Linked DNA regions of Mus musculus: all the other regions are linked to region 2. Evidence: chromatin contacts called from public promoter capture Hi-C data. All regions are on one chromosome and are shown on one strand. Each heading gives the region's core, a stretch centred on a gene start, on an enhancer-like site or on the middle of the called end of the contact. The rest is flanking DNA. Distances are from core to core; before and after follow the strand shown.

Region 1 (4,175 bases), core at 1,605-4,104, 130 kb before region 2:
TTTGTTCTGGAGATGGAACCTAGGTTTTTCTGCTTGGTAGCAATCACTGTGTCACCGAGTTGAACTCCCAACCAGAAATTGTGCTAGCATTCTAGAGCTAGGTGATTGTGATGGCTTTATGAGTTGTTAATGTTAAATGAATTCATCTTTTTTACAAAACCTCATTTGGACACATTGAAAACTAATCCCTGCATTCCTTTTGTTATGCAACTTTGTACATGTGCGTGTGTGTGTGTGTGTGTGTGCACGCGCGCACACACACACACACACAAATGCATTCCTTTCTTTTTTTTTAAAGATCTATTTATTTATTTTATGTATATGAGTACACTGTCGCTGTCTTCACACACACCAGAAGAAGGCATCAGATCCCATTACAGATGGTTGTGTGGTTATGTGTGGTTGCTGGGAATTGAACTCAGGACCTCTAGAAGAGCAGTCAGCGCTCTTAACTTCTGAGCCATCTCTCTAGCCCATACACAAATACTTTTCTAGATTACCAGGCTGGCTTCAAACTCACAGAAATCCTCCTGCCTCTCCCTCCTAAGTGCTGGGATTTAAAGCTACCACACTCAGACCATAACTCGGGGTTTTATTACTTTGCCTTAATCATGGACTAAATATATTTTTCTTGATAAAATTATTTTAAACTAATAAACTTGAAAGCCTTAAAGGCCATTAGACTGAGCACTTTGGATGGGGAGACATTGAGGCAGGAGGATCTCAGGATTGAGGCCAGTCTAAGATACTGTGTATATACCAAGTTCCAAACCATTCTGAGTTACAAATAGAAACTGACCGTGTGTGTGTGTGTGTGTGTGTGTGTGTGTGTGTGTGTGTATGTGTGTGTGTGTGTGTGTGTGTGTATCAGGGCTGGGGGGAGTTAGGGGATTTGACTCATGGTAAAAAAAAAAAAAAAAAAAAAAAAAAAACCTTGCCTGGATATGCAAGGTCCTGGGTTTGATCCCTAGCACCATGAAAACAAGAAACAATTCGAAAGTTTCAATCATGAAAGTGTGAGGTTATACAACAAAAGGAATGCAGGGATGAGTTTTCCATGTGTCCAGTGTTTTACAAAAAGGAAAATGCTTTTACAACACTTCAATATATTAAATTTCTGCATATAGAGCCAGACTACAAAATTAGGACTCAACCAAAATTAAAGATGAAATGGAAAATATTTGTAAAGGTTTCACACCTACCTGAAAATAGATGATTCTGAGGCCTAGAGTGACTGTTTCTGAGCTGGGCAGGGTAGGTGTGGCTGAAATCACAGCACTTGGGAGGGAAGAACAGAACAATCAGAAGTTTGAGACCAGCCTTGGCTGCCTAAGACCTTGTTAACCCCTCAAAGAAGTTGTATTTATAAAACATGCATATTATGTGAGTCTTTTTAGTATTAATATAGAAATAAATGATGCCATGTCTACAAATGATACATAGTATTAATAATATTAAAGTAATAAAAACCAAGGTCATTATAAAAGCATCTCTAAAATGCTCAGTTTCTTCCTATGGCAGTTTCAGGATCTGCATCATCTGCCCCTACCCCCACTCCCACATAGCTGCGCTCAATGGTGTCTTAGCATCCTAAATAGGTCAGAGCTTGTTCTCACTTTGCTGCATGAGGATCCTACTGCAGGGAGATGAAATAACAGCTGAAGTGACACCTCAGCTGTCACCTCCCCCTGGGAAGCATGACTTCTTCCCAGGCCTGACAAACACCTCACCTTTGGTTTCTCAGAACCCGTGGGTGCACAGCTCTGCATCAACAAAAGAAGGAAAAGAAAATCAGATTCTAGTATTTCCATGGGAGCCGACCAGCTTGCCCAAAAGACTACTCTGTTTGGAAAAGCTTTTAAAGACCTGCTCTATACCACAAAGTCATGAGCTGCCTGGCTCCCGATAGCCTGCGACCTGCATCTGTTCATTATACGTGGTCCCAACACAATACTCATCTCATGGAAAGAAACAGAATATGAATGGAAATGGGAGTGTGCTTCTGTTTATTTCTTATTCAAAGAGTCCCAGCATCAGAAAACACTTTTCTGACCTCAGCATCCTGTTATTCCAGCTTAGCACACTTCACCTTTGTGAAGTCACCCTTCACTGTGTTTGTTCCTCTTCCTTAGTGACTTATTACCCACTCTCCGGATGCTCCACCTGACCAAGGGATCAAGGCTGTTTTCTCTGTATGAAGTAAGACTGTTAAAAATTCCTACGGCTCCGTTTTTTTTTTTTTTTTTTTCTGGGAGGGGGGCTATAAAGAGTATATGCAAATCAGTTAGCACAATGTCTAATATTAGGAAGTGACAAGTGAATGTGTTAAAAACAATGACAGGCCAGTCAGGCACAGTCATTTGCAGAGATGCTATTGCCCCCGTGGAGACAGGAATACAAAAGAGGGAGTTTGCAGCATGATGCTTTGAGTCATCTCAAAGGGCACACTTGCAGCCTTAGGAACCCATTCTCCTGCTGTCACACTCCAGTGATGTTCTGTCTTTCCTGATTCAGCCACTCATCCCCTGTCACAGCACTAACCCACACAGGGAAAGAAAAGGAGAGAGGGAGGGAGGGAGGGAGGGAGGGAGGGAGAGAGAGAGAGAATAAAAGATGAATCAACATACGAATGAAAACTCTGTCCCTATTTGGAAAAGTTTGTCCTTGAAGCTTTTCTCTAAATAGTTATCTCTTAAGTTCTTAGCATTTTAGAATCTTTAAACACTATCCTGGCATCTTCTCCTGATATTTGGTATTAAGACACCAGTGCTAAAACATAATCAGTTCTGCCCAGCATGCAGAAAAGAGAAGGGTCAAGAGTTCTGAGTCCAGGGCAGGAAGAAAAGCAGGGCTGTGTGATTCAGAGCAAAGGGGAAACAATAACTCAGAAGCCTTGGCTAGCGGCCAAGGCTGCTTAGTGATAATCCAGATGGACTCCGGGCTCCCACAACTGCTTATCCCACCCGCTTCTAACCCTCTTCACTCAGCACATTTTTTTCCCTTGTTAAAGGCCACTCTTCTTGAAAATGGGATCTTTACCTTCTTTAAACTTACAGGAGTTCCTGGAAGTTTCCTAGTTAACCTTTGGAGGGAAAAGTATCTAGATTGCAACAATGTGGCCTTTCTAACCCTTGGCATCTGTTCAAATCTCCTTAGGGTAACTGAGAGGATCACATAGATGCAGGGATGTGTATAGATGCAGGGATGTGTAGCCACTGTAGGTTCAACAAAGGAGTGATATTTGAGCTATAGAGTCTAAACAAAGAAAGGAGGTATTATGTAAAAAGACACAAAGTTACTACATTTGGCAGTGGTGAGGAGAGGTGAGATAAGGTCTTACTCTGTAGCCCAGGCTGGTCTGGAACTCATTATGTAGCCCAAACTAGCCATCCTCCTGCCTCAGCTTCCAGAGTACAGTGATTACACGTGAAAGCCACCTTGCACATCTGGCTTTTGAATTATTTCAATTTAAGATGAAACAAGGAGAGTAACAACACTGATCCAGACATTCTATGGCCCTTTTCTCAATCCTGAGATGCATTCGAATGCTTTTGGTTGGAAGCGTAATTCCCCTGGGAACCTTTCCGGTTTTTTCTGGTATTTAAAGTTGTGAGACTGAATGAAATGTGAGACTGAAACATGGCTGTCGCTAGGGAGGCTCGCCCAAGCGCATGGAACTTGCTATAGCAACGACTTATGTATCTGGAAGCACCTGCAGTCGTGCTGTGTGGTCTGGCTTGTGAGAATCTTTCAGATCCTCAAATCACAGCATCCTGAGGAAAGTGTCAAATATTATCTTATTGCCTTTAAAATATATTTTACATTTATTTATTTACACTTACTTTGTGCTAGGGAAGTTATGTATATGTCGCTGCGAGGTCAGAGGACACGTTTGGGGAGTCAGTCCTCTCCTTCAACCACGTGGGTTACAAGAATTTAAAGAATTATTTATTTATTTATTTATGTAGATGAGTACACGGTAGCTGTACAGATGGTTGTGAGCCTTCATGTGGTTGTTGGGAATTGAATTTTTTAGGACTTCTGCTCCCTCCACCGGTCGGCCCCGCTAGTTCTAGTCCAAAGATTTATTTATTATTATACATAAGTACACTGTAGTTGTCTTCTGATGCACCAGAAGAGGGCATCAATCTCATTATGGGTGGTTGGGAGCCACC
Region 2 (4,226 bases), core at 1,706-4,205:
CCTGGGGGCTCTGGGCATCAAGCTTATGTTAGTAAGCACCCTGGAAGAGAACCCAGAGGTCTGTTCTAGGGCCTCGGGTTAGATACTGTGACCAGAGACTTGGTTGCCTGGGCAGCCTTCATGTGCCAGTCAGGTCAGCCTGCTAACGAGGAACGCTTGGCTGTCACTCATCTGGAGCTGAGACTACAAAACCTAAGGAAGAGAGAGCACGGGTGCCTTTGCCAGCAGTTCTTGCAAACAGTTTGAGATTGCTAATTTTTAAGTCTCGCTCTGTATAAGTATCTGTCTGTCCTCTAATTGTGTGAAGGCTAGCTTCTCAGGAAAGATGCTATTAAGAGGCAAATTCTCTCACGATCTTTTCCTCTTTGTCATCTAGCCCCAGTAAAACCTGTTTCTCCTCCCCTGGGAATCTAGGGCCAGGAGGGAGATAGCTCCCTTGAGAATGCTGCCCAAAGTATTGGGTTCCTGTATTACACAACCGTGATGCTAGGTTTATTTAGTGGTAACCCCCAGCCTCAACTTCAGAAGCAGCTATCAAAGCACCGACGGGAAGGAAACCAGGGGCTCACTCTTCTTCAAATGATCACACATTTGATCGAGGTCAAATGTCATGCTGTGTTACTTCATGTATAAAGGTCCCAACAGGCTGGGGGGGGGGGGGAGGGCTCAACTTCTTCAATAGGCTACTTTTGCTCCTCCCCCAAAGAACAAGTTTCATAATAAGCTATGGCTACACAACTCTCCCTGGGGCTTGCTAGGAGCTCTCCCATCTCAGCTAATGAAGCTGCTCCGGTGGGGGTTGGTGTGTGGCTCTGTGGTCAAGTTCTTGACTAAGATACAGAGGCCCAGATGACCCTGCAAAACCAAATAACACCTTCCACAAGGCCCTCTCTTCCTCACCTCTCTGAGAATTCACTTCCCAGGCAGAAAGCATTCAGTTACCAAGCTAAACCAAGTAAACAAACGGAACAGGAAATGCCCTCCTCAGCGGCAGGTACCTTGGAAATGAGTTCGTCGTGATTGGCCAAGTGAGCTCGGCAGTGGATGCAGCTGTAGGTCCTGTGGCAGGAGGGTAGGTATGCCTGAAAAGTCTTGGATCTTGTCATCTTCACCATTGGCGCTGCTGAGCGTGGGGCAAACTCCGGGGCAGCCCACGAGGCACTCCCACAGGATGGGTCGCACGGGAAACAGCGAAAGACACAGGTAAAGGCCGTGGTTTGTCAGGGGGTGGGTGTGCGGCAGGCTCCACACACTGGTGATGTCTGCAGAAGGAGGACTCTCTAGCAGAGATCTAGAGCTGGTTCTCAGCAGCCTGCAGCAAAGGGAAAACAGCCATCAGCAGATGGAACAAAGCTGCCTATAAGAGGGGGCAATGGACACTGGACACATAAACCATCAGTTCCAGATTCTCTCTCGCTGTGTCCACTCTAGCCTGGCTGCTTAGATAGACAGAGGTTCAGTATTAGCACAGTATTTGCAAGAATTACACAGGCACCCAGCAAACTGGCATCGTCACCATCCCTGGTCAAAGACCAGACTGAAGATGGGCTCTGCACTGCCCCCAGGAAAAGACTCTGTACCTATCCACCACATACAACTGTCTTGTTTGTGTCTCATCTACTTTCAGATACCAAGAAGGTACCAGCCCTTGGAGCCACCACCTAGAGAGGCTTGAACCACATGACAGCCACATGACGAGGGTAGCCAGCTTGTTTGAGAACTAATTCCCTTTGTAACACCTTGCCAAGACAAGATGGCCAGTGTGGATGTTTGTGTATTTTAAAAGGTAAGTAGAAAACCATAATGACCATGAATTTCACAACTTCTTCCCAGTTTTCCCCGTCTCCCCCATTATGTCCCATAGGTAGAAGATTCTGCCATGTAGTCCCAGCTTTCTTGTTCTTCTGGAAACACAGGACACTAAGAGTGGGGGAGAGGAACAGGCTCCAGGTGGAGCCGAATGAATGAATGACTCTAAAGCTTCGCTTACCTGAGGCTCTGGCAACCTGTCTATTCCCTGGAGGCGTTCCCACTTGCCTACCTTCCCAGCAGAGCTGGGAGTGTTAATTAACACCTGCATCATGCTTTGAAGATTAAATTATTTAGAGAAATGGGGGAGGAAGACAAATAAAATAAGCTCTTCCTTGCTGGACTGTCTGGGATCCATCTGGACTTAAGAGAAAACCTGTGAATTATAATGTTCTTTTTCCTCTAAATCCACTAAAAGCAAGTCTTCCATGAAAGGCTGCATACCCTGTCCCCACCAACCTGCCTTTCATTCTTTCCACACCAGCCTTTGGGGCTCTCAACCTTTCGGAGTGGATAATACCACTGCCTAGCACTATAATGAAGACAAGAGTGGCTACTAGCCCTTATACGTCTCCACAGCACCCTTGAGCCAAGTAGGCTCCAAGTGTAACACACATCTCTCATGTGACTTGTCTAATTTCTAAAGGGATTCAGATTCAAACCCACAGGGGCCAGGGCACAATGTCTTCCCTGCTCAGTCTCCCACCTGTTCAGGATGAGGAATTGGGTTACACAGAGAAATGCTGGCAGGAGGCAGAGGTGGGAAATGACACCATACACTGTGCCTCAGAGTTAGGCACAGCCACAGCGGATGCCTTGGATCCCAAGCTGGCCTGCAGTGAGCAAAGGCTCAAAGGTGAAAGGGCTAAGTTACCATTCCCTGCCCTTCCACTGGGTTTCCTGGCACGTGCTCAATATTTCCAACACCCCAATTCTGCTGCTAGCAAGGACAAAAATTCCAGAAGGGGACATAGAGACATGGAAGCAGCATTCAGCCGAAGTTCACACCAAATGCCGCTGTTTTATTAGACGGTGGGAGTTCTTTTTGTTTGGTCTGGGTTTTGTTTGTTTGCTCTCTTCATAGCCCAAGCCGGCCTGGAACTTCTTGCCTCTGTTCCCTAGAGCTGGGATTAGAAGTGTGCAACACCATTACCAGCTGTCTAAGCCAGATGCTAAGTCCACAGCCGGGGCTGCCCGGTGGCCAGGATGAGCAGCACCGAACCCAGGTCTTACACAAACAGCAGCTCGAGAAAGGAAAGCAATGGCTCGGGCGGCCTTTCTGCTTTAGAGAGGCCACGCGGTGTGTTTTCTTAAGCACGCAGGCAGCCTCTCAATTATGCATTTCCCTGGAGTAGAATTATTTCTTTTCTCACCGCTCCTCTGTAGGAAGCCTAAAAAAAAGCAGAGGTTCCTGGTTATGCCCTGAATTCACAAACACTGAATTCACAGCTCTGTCTACAGAATAAAGATCTGTGGCATCTTAAGTACTGAGTAAGTCACATAGACCGGCGTAATGTGCCTCACCAAGACTGAGCTACCATATAAGTAATGGCCCAGGCTGCAAGGTACTGAAAAACCCTGAAAAGAATTGGGCCATGGGTGGGTTTGGTTTTGAGACGGGACCCTACATGACTTTGGCTGGCCTGGGACTTGCCAGGTAAATTAGGCTGGCCTTGAACTCAGAGATTCAAAAGGTTTGGAATTCTGAGCAAGTGGATTAAAGGTGTGTCCTGTCACGCCCTGAATTATTCCTCTTTAGTAATTTCACAAGCATCCTAAAAAAGGGACTTCTTTGGGGAAGGGAGACAAGCAGGTAGAAAGTATTAGTAGTTCTGGGTTCAAACTGGTCCAGACAAGCTGGAAAGACCTAGAAGAAAGGCAAGAATGGTAGTGAGACCAGGCCAGAGACAGCAGCAGTTAAGAGCATGCACTGCTCTGGCACAGGCAGCTGCAAGCACCCACAGCAGATGGCTCACAGCAGCCTGCAACCCCAGCTTCAGAGGATCCGATGCCTATGACCTCAGCGCTTGCACACCCACGTGCATGCTTCTCCTCCTTCTAAAATAAAACACCTTGCAAGGATGTCAAGGCAGTGGCAAGAGGCATTCTGTATCCAATGGGAAACCACAGGCCAAATAGAAAACAAAGATCAATACCAGACCTGATGAAGAGGGGGAAGGAAATCAACTAACCAGCCAGCGTTCCTCCCATCTGTAGCAGTCAGGGTTCTTAAGTAGCAAAGCCGACATGGGATTGGAGGGGCTCAAAGGATCTGGTCCAGCTAGCCCTACATTGGCCATCTACTCACAGATGGGCCAAGAATCCAGGAGACATTCAGAGGCAAATGTCTCGGCTGACCTTCTGCCTATGCCACACCTTTCTATGGGCTTTTCCAGCAGGCGTGGATCCAGATTAAA
Region 3 (4,748 bases), core at 579-3,078, 200 kb before region 2:
CACATCTTTTCTAAGGGTAAAATACACCTGAAAATGAAAACTGGAAGGCCTAAATGATTTTTCTTTTGGTTTTTCTGTGTAGCCCTGGCTGTCCTGGTAGTCATTCTGTAGACCAGGCTGGCCTTGAACTCAGAAATCCGCCTGTCTCTGCCTTCCAAGTGCTGGTATTAAAGGCATGCACCACCACTGCCTGGCCAGCCTAAATGATTTTTAAGCAGATTCATGATACTGGAAACAATAAATTAATTATCACTACTTACCTTCAAAGAAAAGCAGGATTCAGACTAACACCATCTTTTCAGAAAGGCTTCAAGTATAACTACTGAACTTAAACTTTTTGGATACCAAAGGATAGAATTACCTATCAAAACAAATTAGGAGTAATTTTTATACTAAAGATATAAAACCTTGCCAAGTATAGTGGCACAAGTATATAAAATCCACCTGAGAGGCAGAGAGAAGCAGGAGGATAACTGAGTTTGAGGTCAGCCTGTTCTATACAGTAATACCAGGCCAACTAGGGTTACATAAAAAGAATTTTTTAAAAAACCTGAAAACAAAAATCCACATACTGTCTATAGAGTTTTAATGACACTAGTAGCTTTATTAACAAACACTGAGTGACGACTATGTGCAAAGCACTATGCTAGATGCCATGAAAGGTACAAAGGTGAAAAAGACAGACCCTGCCCACAAGGAGCGTATAATCTAATGAGAAAGACAGACATATACACACATAACTACAATACAAGGCAGTAAACAAGAGGAGGCAAGTGCTGAGTGTGGCCTGAGTGTAATATTAGCCTCAAGGTTTTGATTTGAAACATTAGTGAAGTGTTGGCCGCTTTGAAAAATCCCATCTCAAGAATAGCATAATAGGTGTTTAAATGGTCCTACTCAAGCAGGTGCAGGAGAGAGAGAGAGGGAGAGAGGGAGAGAGGGAGAGAGGGAGAGAGGGAGAGAGGGAGAGAGGGAGAGGGGAGAGAGAGAGAGAGAGACAGAGACAGAGAGACAGAGACAGAGAGAGAGAGAGAAAGGCCAGGTGGAGGGGCTGCTTGAAATCGGTCACACCTACATACATGGGCTGACACACAAGTATGTAGGAATAGCTAAAAAGAACTTTGTGTGTGTGTGATATTATGTATCATATACATACACACACATACACACACACACATATACACATCTGTCCTTTGGTTAATGGCTATAGCTACTGTTTTAAACAATATACTTTTATATAAAAAGGAATTTGTATAATCCCAAAAAAATCACTTTAAGGAGTAGGATTAATTTAAGAAAGTCCTGCCATAGGCAATTTTATTTACTAATCAGTCTTTAAATACCTATAAAGCTCTGGAGCAATTAAACTGTTAGACATCTAAGTATTGCTGAGTAAAACCTCTATGTAAGTTCAGCCTTCTGAAATGGTCACATACCTGATACAACACTATTCTAACAGCAATAAGAAGGCCTTGAAGAGATTTAAGGAAAATAATCTTTAATGCTTCAATGCAAATGGAATACACGCTGATTAAATACAATTCAGTGTTCTTTGAAAATATCTCAGTGACACTGTTTGATACCAGTTAAGGCCAGCAAAACAGAAGTGAGGGAAATATTGTATCATCTTTGATTGGATTCATGTACTATGACTATGCAACCCAATCTTTCCTTTCAAAATGTCATTTGTTAGTATTGATGAGATGTGATTTATAAATTCTGATTTGCTTTCGGCTCACAGGCTAGGAACAGCTGCTGACCACTTCCTTCTGATAGTACTGTCGGAAATAACTGGCAAAACAGAAGCACATTTCCTGGCTGCTTTCCTGCTTCCTGAATTGGATAGTCCACTGCTTAGCCAGTTTCCTTTAATGTGTCACTGTGGTCCTGGATTCTCTGTTGCTTTCTCTCAAGGAAGCGAGCCCGTGCATCTGATATGGATTTGTCATCATTTCTTCTTTGCATTTTCTTTAGAACTTCTTTTGATATTCCATCTGAAAATAGTATAAATATACCTTATTTTCAACATTAAGAAAAAAGGACTGAGGAGACGGTTCAGTAGCATGCACTTGTATAGCATTGGAGGTGGAGAAAGGAAAATAACTATGAGCTCTAGGCCAGCTAGACTGGAGTACATAGTAGCAACCAGAGACCCTATCTTGAGCAAGCACCAATAACTGAGGATGTCCTCTGACCTCCACGTGTGCATGGTCAACCAGAAATATACACATCATATACATACAAATATTTTTTCTTACAAAAAAAGATCAAAAGGAAATTAAATGTTGTCTAACCAAAAGTCTGGTTGAAAAGCATGTAGGTGCTGAGCTCAGTGGTACAATGTACACTTCACATGAACAAGACCCTAGGACAACCAGTACAGTAACAAAAAGTACATGAGCCAGCAGATAAAGGCACTTGCTGCTGATCCTGACAACATAAATAAAACTGGGAAAAAGAAAAACAAAGGAGTGAGCCAGGCAGTGATGGTGCACACCTTTAATCCCAGCACTTAGAAGACAAAGGCAGGCAGATTTCTGACTTCAAGCCCAGCCTGGTCTAGAGAGTGAGATTTAGGACAGCCAGGAGTACACAGAGAAACCCTGTCCAAAGGGGGGAAAGACAGCTTCATAGTTAAGAGAACACCTATAACCCCAGTGTTGAGGACGGTGTGGTAAAGGATCACCAGACCTTTGAGGCCACTCTGGTCTACAACATAAACCCCTTCTTAGAAAAACAGAATAGAACTATGATTCACTCACCCTTTAGCTGTTTCACATTTTCCTTATTTGTCCATTTTCTTCTTGCATCTTCTCTCATTTCACGTCTAGCCACACTGCTCAAATCATGCGCATTAAGTTCATGCAACTTGGGTAGTAAGTCTCTCACCCATTCATAACGGATTGGGCACACAATTCTTGCATAGACTTTGGTGGTAACTAATACTTCATGAAAAATTATCCATTCAAGTTTGGTTTCCTGTTCATGAAGCTATATAAAAATTTAAGGATAATTTATTAATATTAATAATCAGCCCCATTCTAAATAAGAGCAAGAAAATAAAGACAGTCAAGGACTACATACTACAGACCTGTCTCCAAAATAACAGAAAAATAACCTGAAACCCTCTGAATGCCCATTTTCTTCCACAAAACAGAAATCATATGCTAACCAACACCCCTAAGCTCTCTCTATATGACATTTCAGTGAAAACTAGAAGACACTGATATGTTAGTACTCTACTCTTACAAATGCCTACCTGTCATTAAAAATAAGATACATTAGGGCTGTCAAGATGGCTCAACTTCAGTCCCCAGGACCCACCTGGTGGAAGGAAAAAACTGACTCCTGCAAGTTACTCTCTGACCCCTCCATGCATATGCCTCTCCACGCTCCCATAAAACCTTTTATTGAAAAAGAGGACTTTTTAAGGGCCGAGGATGTAAAGTGCACGAGAAAACAAAACAAAAACCAAACCCACAAAGGAGTGCTTTACAAGGCAAGGCGGTGTAAGTCTGTAAGTCTGTCTCACCACTTGGGAGGCAGAGGAAAGAGTACAGCCTCAGCAACACAGAGACCTTCTCTCAAAACCAACTAACCAACCAACCAAATAAACAAGAACTTACTGCTGAGGAAGGATGGATATGAACTGGACTTCCACGCCCATCCATTGTGCAAAATGTTCTGCCAACAGATCTATAAACAGAAAAATCAAATGATAAAGATCAAAATAGTAAAGCAATAAGGTAACTGATGTTTTCTTAACTACTAAAATAAGCAGCAGTTTACCTAGGGAAGAGGAATCTCTTTAAGTAACAATAATGTCACAAGAACTGGGTTTAAACACTTGTATTCCTCAAATTCTATTTCTCCTAAGAGTATCTATCCATACAGTAAAAACATTTCTTTTCAGCACAATTTAAATAAAGGAGGCTGCTATTACAAGAGGGTAGGTTTATGCTTTATACATTTAAAAATATATATTAATAGGTGGGTGGGAGTGTGGTGCATTCATGCCTTGTCATATGTGGAAGCCAAGGACAACTTTGGAGTCAAATGAACCTTTATTTCAGTTCTAAGGTCCAACCTGAGGTCATAAGGTTTTCAGGGCAAGCACCTTTACCAAGCCATTTTACCAGCCCTATAATTATATTTTATGTTAAAGTAACTTAAGCATGTTAGCCCATCTCACATTTCTTCAATTATTTTGTATGTGTGTGTACGAGCCCATGCATGTGAATAGGGAGGCCAGAGGTCAATGCAGGGTATCTTCCTCTATAGCTATACACTTTAAGACAACAGTCTCTCTCTGAACCTGAATCTCATTCTAAAATAAACTAAATTTACAGAAAATTGTAAAGGACAAAAACAAAACAAATACGATTTTTTTAAAAAATTAATTATATGTGTGTACACTGTAGCTGTCTTCAGACACTCCAGAAGAGGACATCAGATCTCATTACGGATGGTTATGAGCCACCATGTGGTTGCTGGAATTTGAACTCAGGACCTTTGGAAGAGGAGTCAGTGCTCTTAACCGCTGAGCCATCTCACCAGCCCACAAAAATGATTTTTATCGGAAGCATTGACAATTGGAAGTAAGTTTCCAACCTGTTGTCTTACCCATAACCACCAAATGCTTGCCACTCTCCTTCATAACTGTGATACAATCACCAAAACAGAAAGTTAACATTCATGCATTACTAACATCAAATCCTGAGACCCCACTGAAGTATCAGCAATGTCCT

The links. Capture Hi-C pulls out chosen DNA fragments and counts their contacts.
Region 1: a promoter capture Hi-C map of adipose tissue shows a contact between it and region 2. The contact joins two enhancer-like sites. A contact is called at or near these places in 3 of 115 datasets of contacts at active chromatin or transcription factors (embryonic basal ganglia, embryonic stem cells and memory CD8 T cells) and 2 of 9 other capture datasets (adipose tissue and liver).
Region 3: a promoter capture Hi-C map of adipose tissue shows a contact between it and region 2. The contact joins two enhancer-like sites. A contact is called at or near these places in 4 of 484 Hi-C or Micro-C datasets (CD4 T cells, CD8 T cells, bone marrow-derived macrophages and 1 more) and 2 of 9 other capture datasets (adipose tissue and liver).

What each region holds. Positions count from the first base shown.
Region 1 is chr11:86,837,822-86,841,996 of GRCm38.p6, forward strand. It overlaps Gm33742 (a long non-coding RNA gene), which reads right to left. Exons shown (of 5, transcript XR_001780285.2): 4 at 1,203-1,278. Among named protein-coding and RNA genes, the nearest start is that of Gm51288, 13 kb to the right of the region's middle. Within about 2 kb of position 2,855, at least 106 of the 459 cell types and tissues checked have an H3K27ac peak or open chromatin away from gene starts, as enhancers often do. A contact at or near this core is called in adipose tissue and liver, where this site is marked.
Region 2 is chr11:86,970,811-86,975,036 of GRCm38.p6, forward strand. It overlaps Ypel2 (yippee like 2), which reads right to left. Exons shown (of 5, transcript NM_001005341.3): 2 at 999-1,312. The coding sequence starts at 1,115. Among named protein-coding and RNA genes, the nearest start is that of Gm51915, 9.8 kb to the right of the region's middle. Within about 2 kb of position 2,956, at least 37 of the 459 cell types and tissues checked have an H3K27ac peak or open chromatin away from gene starts, as enhancers often do. A contact at or near this core is called in adipose tissue and liver, where this site is marked.
Region 3 is chr11:86,768,268-86,773,015 of GRCm38.p6, forward strand. Dhx40 (DEAH (Asp-Glu-Ala-His) box polypeptide 40) reads right to left here. Exons shown (of 18, transcript NM_026191.2): 16 at 3,627-3,696; 17 at 2,763-2,991; 18 at 582-1,994. The coding sequence ends at 1,855. All of the region lies in intron 2 of Gm42085 (a long non-coding RNA gene), which reads left to right. Among named protein-coding and RNA genes, the nearest start is that of Gm42085, 13 kb to the left of the region's middle. Within about 2 kb of position 1,829, at least 1 of the 459 cell types and tissues checked has an H3K27ac peak or open chromatin away from gene starts, as enhancers often do. A contact at or near this core is called in adipose tissue, where this site is marked.